Regions from separate parts of the Gossypium hirsutum genome. Here region 2 is linked to region 1. Evidence: chromatin contacts called from public Hi-C data. All regions are on one chromosome and are shown on one strand. The core of a region is the stretch at or near the end of the contact, and the rest is flanking DNA. Distances in the headings are between cores, read along the strand shown.

Evidence for each region. A called contact is a pair of places that touch in the nucleus more often than the background predicts.
Region 2: a contact with region 1 is called in a Hi-C map of leaf, with 2.5 times the contacts expected there. The contact joins the promoter of LOC107893151 here to the promoter of LOC107893144 in region 1. A contact is called at or near these places in 9 of 34 Hi-C or Micro-C datasets (callus, hypocotyl and leaf).

What each region holds. Positions count from the first base shown.
Region 1 is chrA13:101,936,292-101,940,008 of Gossypium_hirsutum_v2.1, reverse strand. It overlaps LOC107893144 (FH protein interacting protein FIP2), which reads right to left and starts at 2,037. Exons shown (of 11, transcript XR_001682738.2): 1 at 1,837-2,037; 2 at 1,341-1,450; 3 at 474-608; 4 at 40-162. It overlaps LOC107893146 (a long non-coding RNA gene), which reads left to right and starts at 2,239. Exons shown (of 5, transcript XR_001682741.2): 1 at 2,239-2,487; 2 at 2,734-2,781; 3 at 2,901-2,963; 4 at 3,082-3,395; 5 at 3,505-3,698.
Region 2 is chrA13:102,073,905-102,077,826 of Gossypium_hirsutum_v2.1, reverse strand. It overlaps LOC107893151 (5-methyltetrahydropteroyltriglutamate--homocysteine methyltransferase), which reads right to left and starts at 2,481. Exons shown (of 12, transcript XM_016818075.2): 1 at 2,333-2,481; 2 at 1,144-1,496; 3 at 963-1,050; 4 at 500-627; 5 at 22-413. The coding sequence starts at 1,493.

The DNA of each region.
Region 1 (3,717 bases), core at 788-3,287:
ATTTGCCAATTTAGAGAGATCAAGGCCAGAAAGGTTAACTCCTCGAAATTTAACTCGTTCAGACTGTATGCACTTGATGATATCGGTACGCGTCAATTCTGCTGGAGACTTTTCATCTTCCTTCCTCTTATTAAGAACAGAACTGACTCCTTCTATTAATCCCTGAATCATATCACATAATACCGTCACTGAACAAAATTTCAAGAGATCATACCATGGGCTGCAAATAACAAGCACCACTCTCAAACAACGGCCTATGACCAAAACTATAAGGTGGCAGTGGGCAAGGGGTGGTCAACGCATAAACCATTGTGATCTATATAGATCACTGTATTTGGTAAGGCATTCAGTGACCCAACAGTGCAGTGATCTTAAATCATTGAGAATTATTAGAATTGCACATTAAATATATGAATTAAGAACTTGGTTTCTGTCAAATAGCTGTTGATGTTTCCCATAACAATATGACTTACGAGTAGCTGGTAATATTCTGCCTCTCGTATAAGCTCTGAATATTCAGAATCTGTCAATGTCGGTACAACGCCATCCCTTAACCAGTTTAGAATATGCCTGAAATGCTTTCCATCTCTGTCAACAAAGACATATCCCTGCAAGAGTATTGAGGAATATGACTATCTGCACTCAAACAAAGTCGCTTCACAAAAATTGATATGAAAAGCACATATATCTTATTTCCCTTATCCTCCTTTTGAGGTTTACTGTAAATAAATAATGTGCTGGTGGAAAACAAAACAAGTTTGCATTGCTACTCAAAGAAACATAACTATCAAGAACCAAAAGTTCAGTGCTATCAGTAGTATGTTATCATGATCTAATCAAATGCCTGCAATAATACGTAAGGTTTAGTCAATAAAAAGCTATAATTACCACTTGCATTTTGTGGTCAATGTCTTTTCTGGAAAGTGAAAGTAACATCAAGACCTTGAAATTTTCTGAAATCTGATATGAACTGTTATTACGTGAATCGAATACAATACAACACGATTTACTGATTCTTAATAATTTGTTAGACAAATAATATAACTAGCTTCAAGCCTATCATGCATGATAAATATAACATACACAACACCTGTATCTAAACTACTGCAAAGGTGAAAATCAAATCCTTCAAGTAAACAGAAATCTTTATGCCGAAATTAGAAAAAGTATATCGCACCAAACAGAAACAAATAGAAAAGGCTGAACTTCTTTTTCAGCCACATTTCCCAACGAAAACAAAGATACATCCCCTAAGAATGCAAAGGAAACTGCAGAATATTACTCGTAAGTCCACATAACAATAATGGTATGTGTACGCAAAGGAAAAGAACAGTATATACCTTCTCAGAGTCCTGATACACTGTATGTCGACTGCTAAACACAGCAGCCAGCATAGAATCTGGCTCACGCCGAGTTAATGTATCAATGGTAGTACAAAATTTCTTCCCTCCTGCACATCAAATTTTCATTCAAATGAAGCTATAGCTTTAAATTTAAACTAAAACTAAATTAGTTACAAAATTCAACTCCACAATCTTTTTACATCAAAAACAACTAAAACTTAAAAGATAAGTGACACCCAGAAAAGCAAATGCAGCAAGTTCACATGTACGCACATCAGGTTCCTGATTCAGAAAATGCCCAATTCAGAAAATCAAACAAAGGTGTTTAACTTAAACCATTAATCAAAGCTGAAGAGCTAAGAGAAAATTTTGGGGTTTTCTTGTTTATTAATGAACCGATCGAAAAGTCTTTTAACTTTTTACTAAATTAAGCAACTGGCTGGGAATTGATGAAAGATTATGTAGAGATTACTTGAAAAGCAGAGAATTTTACCGATGCTGAGTCGAACAAGCGTAGGCAAATTGGAATCTTCCATCAGAAAAGATGAAATGAAAATCATCAAAATTAAATGACTTGTTGCAGCAGGCAAGCAAGCAAGCAAGCAATTGTTTGGGGGAATGCTGCCATTGCCGTGGGCTCCCTAAGTTTGTCAAATGGATCTTCCGTTGGGTATTTAACTGGTTTTGTCGGCAAGCATGGCCCATGGGTCGAATCTTGATTCGGGTCATAGTGAGAGCTGTCCCAGGATCCGGTTCTGAAAACGGATTTTATGGATTTGGGTCTCCTGGATTTATATATAAATAACTAGTCTTTTTTTACCCCTACAATTTACAGACTGATTCGTGTCTAAATTAATAATATTAAATAAACTTAAAACATGCACCAAAACAAACAAATTAAAAAAACTAAACAGAAAATTAATATAAACTTCCAGTCTGATCACAGCTAGAATCCAATTAGCATATCCGTAATTAATGCACCGATTCTAGTCCCTAAAAAAGCGATTTCCAAACCCATCAACTATCCCACTTTCCCTTTTTTCTTTCTACGCAAATACCACCTATCGAACAACCCTCAGTCAGGTTCTCTTCTTCTCCACAAATTCACCTCCGATGTTTCTTGCTCAGGGACCCTTCTGATCAGGTATGCTCGCAAATCTTCTTTCATTGCCTCTTTAGCTAAGTTATGAGCCATAAGATTTGTAGATCTGTATGTATGTTGAAAGGTTATTTGGTGAAAAGATTACTTTTGCTGCTGAATGTTCTGTATTATACCCCCAATCACCGATTTATCAGTCTTATCTAATTTACTTTTTTTTATTGATACTGAGTCTCATTCGATGATAACTAATGTGAACCCTATCTGTTTTCCCATAACCACTGCTTGGAGGCAATGGAACCAACTGGTGGGCACCAACACATAGACTTGTGCCTCGTGGTAAAATCCCGAACCTCACACCCCTCCAGTTCCTTAATATATCTCTGTTTATCCATGTAGCAACTTCTGGGCCCGTACTTTTCTTTGCCTCGTGTAATCCTTTGTTTTTGTCCTTCCAGATCGCCCACAAAGGGCAACAAAATACTCGACATTGAATGCTGGAACTATTCTTGAACACTCAGGTAAGTCTCTCCCAGTGTAACAAAATCAAATCCGTTAATACCCATTCCAGATTCAAATTAATCCAAACTTCTTGCGTCATTGGGCATTCTCTGAAGATATAATTAATGTTTTCAGCAGTTACTCCACATTTGGGACATACTACCACCGATAGCAATCTCTTACACCGAAGATTAACAAAATGATGAATAAAATTCCAAGAAATTTTCCAGATTAGGATTTTAATTTTCCCTGGAATATGAATATCCCACAAATTTTTGTAAAATAAATTAGCCTCAGTCTTTAAATAATTAGGAAGAAAGCCATGTAAAAATTTGTAAGCACTTCGCACAGAGAATTCCCCAGAGGCCTCTCCCTTCCATACCATGAAGTCCGTATGAGGTTCCATTGCTACGGGAATTCGCACAATTCTATTTGCCTCTTCTCTAGAGAAGGTAGAATAAATTAAGTCAAACTTCCATTCTCTCTTTTGTTTATCAATAAGATCCACCACTTTATTGAGTTCACTGTCATTCCTAATTGATTTTGCCTTTTAACTTACAGATCAAAGGAGCCACGCATCAGCAGCAATTTAAATATTCTAGCCCGTTCCCACCCTCCAACAAATCCCAGTCTTTAGCAATCCTTTAGCTGCCCATACACTCTTCCAGATATATGAAGGTAGTTGTCCTAACTCAGTTGGAATGTACTTAGCCTTTAGAACTTTCATTAATAATGAATCTGGATAATTAAGAATACACCAACCTTGTTTAGCTA
Region 2 (3,922 bases), core at 1,232-3,731, 140 kb before region 1:
AAGCAAATAAAAATAGCATACCTTTGCCAACAACAGCCTCAAGCTCCTTCAAAGTGCTGAGAGAAGCAGCAAGATCATTGGCCCAAATGTTCCTTCCATCCACAACTCCAGCAAAGAGGTACTTGCCCTTAGGGAAATTGCTCTTGACCAAATCAAGAGTCTGGGCTCCACGAACCAAATCCAAACCATAAGCAGTGACACCCTTCAACCCAATGAGTGTCTTGTATGCCTCAGCAGTAAGATCAGCAAAGTAGGTCTCGATCAATACATTCAAGCCAGAGAGAGTGGATTCCAAATCATCATAAGCAGCAGTGAATGCTTGCAATTTGTGAGAGTCAAGATCCAAGACAAGGGTCGGTTCATCAAACTGAATCCAGGAAGCACCAGCTGCCTTAAGCTCAGATATAACTTCCCTGTAAAGAGATTCCATGTTAATAATGGCAAATCAGAGCAGTTAAATCAATAATAACTTGAAGACATAAAAAGAAACAACTCTTACTTGTAGATAGGGAGGATTTTGGGGAGGAGGGAGAGAAGAGAAAAGGTCTTCTCAACACCCTTTGCAGGTTTAGAGAGCAACAAGTATGAGACAGGGCCGATAAGGACCGGGACTGTGTTAACTCCAAGCTGCATGTGGAACAGATAATCAGCACCCAAGTTTCATGATAAGACTAATATCAACAAATAAGAACTAGAAAAACATAGCATACAATCAAGCAGGTCTAAGTAATCACTACTCCGAATCTCACTCGAGCATTCTCAAAAAATTAACTCTTAGAGAGCTATGAACTATTACTTGAATCTAATCCCAAATTCAGACAACCATTTTTTTACTGCATTTGAACTTATAAATCCTACTAGGCTAACTGTTCTAATTTCCTAAGCTATTAGCATTAGAATACATGAAAAACAAAATCCACTTTGTTATCAAGTGTATATATATACAGATTCGGGGAACATACCGCCTTAGCTTCCTTGTACTCATCCACTGCCTTGTGAGATGCATAAGAGAAGTTAACATCAGGTCCCAATTCAGGAACAATGAAGTGGCTGAAACAATAAATAGAGTACAATTTAAGTTTTAGTATCATAAAACTCGGCAATCAGTCAATAAGGTAATGAAGACCAATGATGGCAACTTACTAGTTGGTGTCAAACCACTTAGTCATTTCCATTGCAGGGACAGAGGCATTTCCTCTGGCCATGGAGAAGTAAGTGTCAAATCCGATCTCACCACCACTCCAGCCGTATCTAGGTGGAACAGCTCCGAGCATGGATGTGGCATCGAGCACCTGGTCATAGTAAGAGAAAGCATTGCTGGGGATGTACTTGATCCCAGCATCAGACATCTGTTTCCAGATGGATGACCTGAGATCAGCAGCAACCTTTTGCAAATCCTCGGCACTGCTCTTCTTATCCCAGAAGGATTCCAAAGCAAACTTAAGCTCTCTCTTTGGTCCCATACGGGGATATCCAACAATGTGGGAGGCCATTTTCTGAATCATTTAAAATAAACAGACAAATTCAGCTTTATTATATAGAATTCAAATCTAAAAAGATTATAAATTTATATGTCTTATCTATATCCCTGAACTGAAAATTCAATAGAATCAAAGCTCAAATCCATGATAAACCTGCAATGCAGCATGGACTGATAGATCCAAAGCTTACTTCGCTTTAGATCTATAGCAAGAAACTAATGGTAACAGTCTCTAGATCTATAACTTCCATGACAAAAAGATTGGATCTAATTGAATTGCTTTCAAGACGGACAAAACAGAAAGATACGCTGAGGAAACAGATCAAATACTAAAACTAACCAATAGATCTGACCAAAAAAAATAGACAAATTCTTTAATGATTCCAAAAACCCAAGTTGGATAGACAGCAAAAAAGAGGCTGATCAAAGCTTATACTTTCTAGTAGATTTAAGCAAGACTTTTTTCTTTTTTCTTTTTTTCGAAAATGGAATTTTTAAACCATATCAAGGGAAACCCAGAATGAAAACCGACGGGTATAGTTCAAATGCTGGCACACATCAGCAGATCTCAATCAAAAGTCCAATTTTAGTAATGTTTTGTACAAAACCCAAGTAATAAATGGGAAGTTCAAATCATATTAATGAAAACCCAGAAAGAAAATCATCAGGGAAAGTAGGAAAGCTGACAATTGACAGTAGATCTCAGCATAGGGAGACACAAATCTTTAAATGTTTTAAAGGAAAAAATTTGATTCAACTTCAAATTTTTGGCAAGTTTAAATGATTAATTAGAATTAATTAAATTGAATAATAACAGAGCAGCCATGACTTAAAAGAGGAGCCGAACAGCACCTTAATAGAAGGAACTGGTAAGAAAATCTAAAGAACCCTTTAGATATAGAGAGAGAGGAAGAAGAGGCACGATTTGTGAGAGCGGAGGTGCTGCCCTTTTATAGCCAAAAATATGGTGGCCGCTCCATTTCAATGCCCCAAAAAAATCCCAGATTTTTATTTTCTTTTTTTAGTTTTTTATCATGAAAATGGAAAATGTAAACTAAAGCCTACGCGCGCCTCTTTCTTGATTTTCGCGTGGGATTGTTTTCAACGAAACACGTATTCTCGTCTTACTTGGATTTTTTTTTATTTCATTTTTCAGCTTAGTTTTTAGTTGGAGTATAGTGGTAAAATCATATAAATTTTGATTCTATTTTGAAGTCAACTTATTTTAAGTTTAATTCAATTAATTTGTACTAACTCATAGATTAATTTATTTTTTTATTTTTTTCCAAAATTCAACTAATCTATTTGATTCAAACATTATTAAAAATAACCTAATAATTTGTCTTTATTTTTAGTTAATGCTGAAATTTTAATCAAAAAGTTGGGCACATATAGTAGAATAATATGAGAGTCACATTTGAGTTAACGGTAAGCAAAATCTAATTTAATTTGAAAAAATGTTTTTTTGAATTTTAAGTTTATTAAATAGAGTTTTTTTTTCAAATCAACTGGAATAAGTAATTTTATTTTTTAAATTTGATTCGAGGTAAATTTTACAATTTAAATATCAATTTGATGTAAATATCTTTTGTGACCTTGATAGTTTTGAAAATGAGTAAATTAGTTCATCTCAAAATAATTATAAAAATTTAAAATATTTATAATTTTTTCCAAAATTTTATAAATATATATTAAAAAATAAAATTACTAAAAAATCTTAAAAATATGTAAGAATGCTAAATTATATTTTTTTTAAATCCCAAATGATAATGTTGAGGCCTTAAACAAGTAAATTGTCAAATCAAGCTTATCATATTAATTATCCTTTTTTTTTCTCTTAATTTATTTTAAAAGAGTTTTTAAATATGTATGGTATACATGATCTTTAAGTTGGAATTTAATAATATTACCAGCAAGATTTATGGTCGGTTTAATTTTTTGAATTTAACTTGAACAAATTTATTCGATTTAACTTGATTAAGAAAAGTTTATAATCAAGTTAGAATGATTAAATAAAACTCGTCAATTTGACTAACTTGAAATTTTTCATTTGGTTTAACTTAATCCGACCATATACTCACCTCTTTACCTAATAACAAAAGTATTATGTTGTAGTCGTAAAAGCTTAGGTTTGATATTAAGTAACCCCACTCCTCACCTCCAATTATAAAAACAAAATGTTGTATTGAATTACGCCATGTGTTAAAAAAAGTGTTATTAAATCTTTTATTAATATGAATATCGAGTTTAATCTTTAAATATTTTTTGTATAAAATATTATAAAATTTAAGGAATTTTATTCTTAATTTTATAATAAATTCAGTTTCAGTAAATTAAAGATATTTATTATCAAATACTTGTTATATTTTAATATTTAATTAAATCTATTAAATTGATAGATTAAGTAAAATCCATACCACATAAAAATCATTTTTTGTTTAA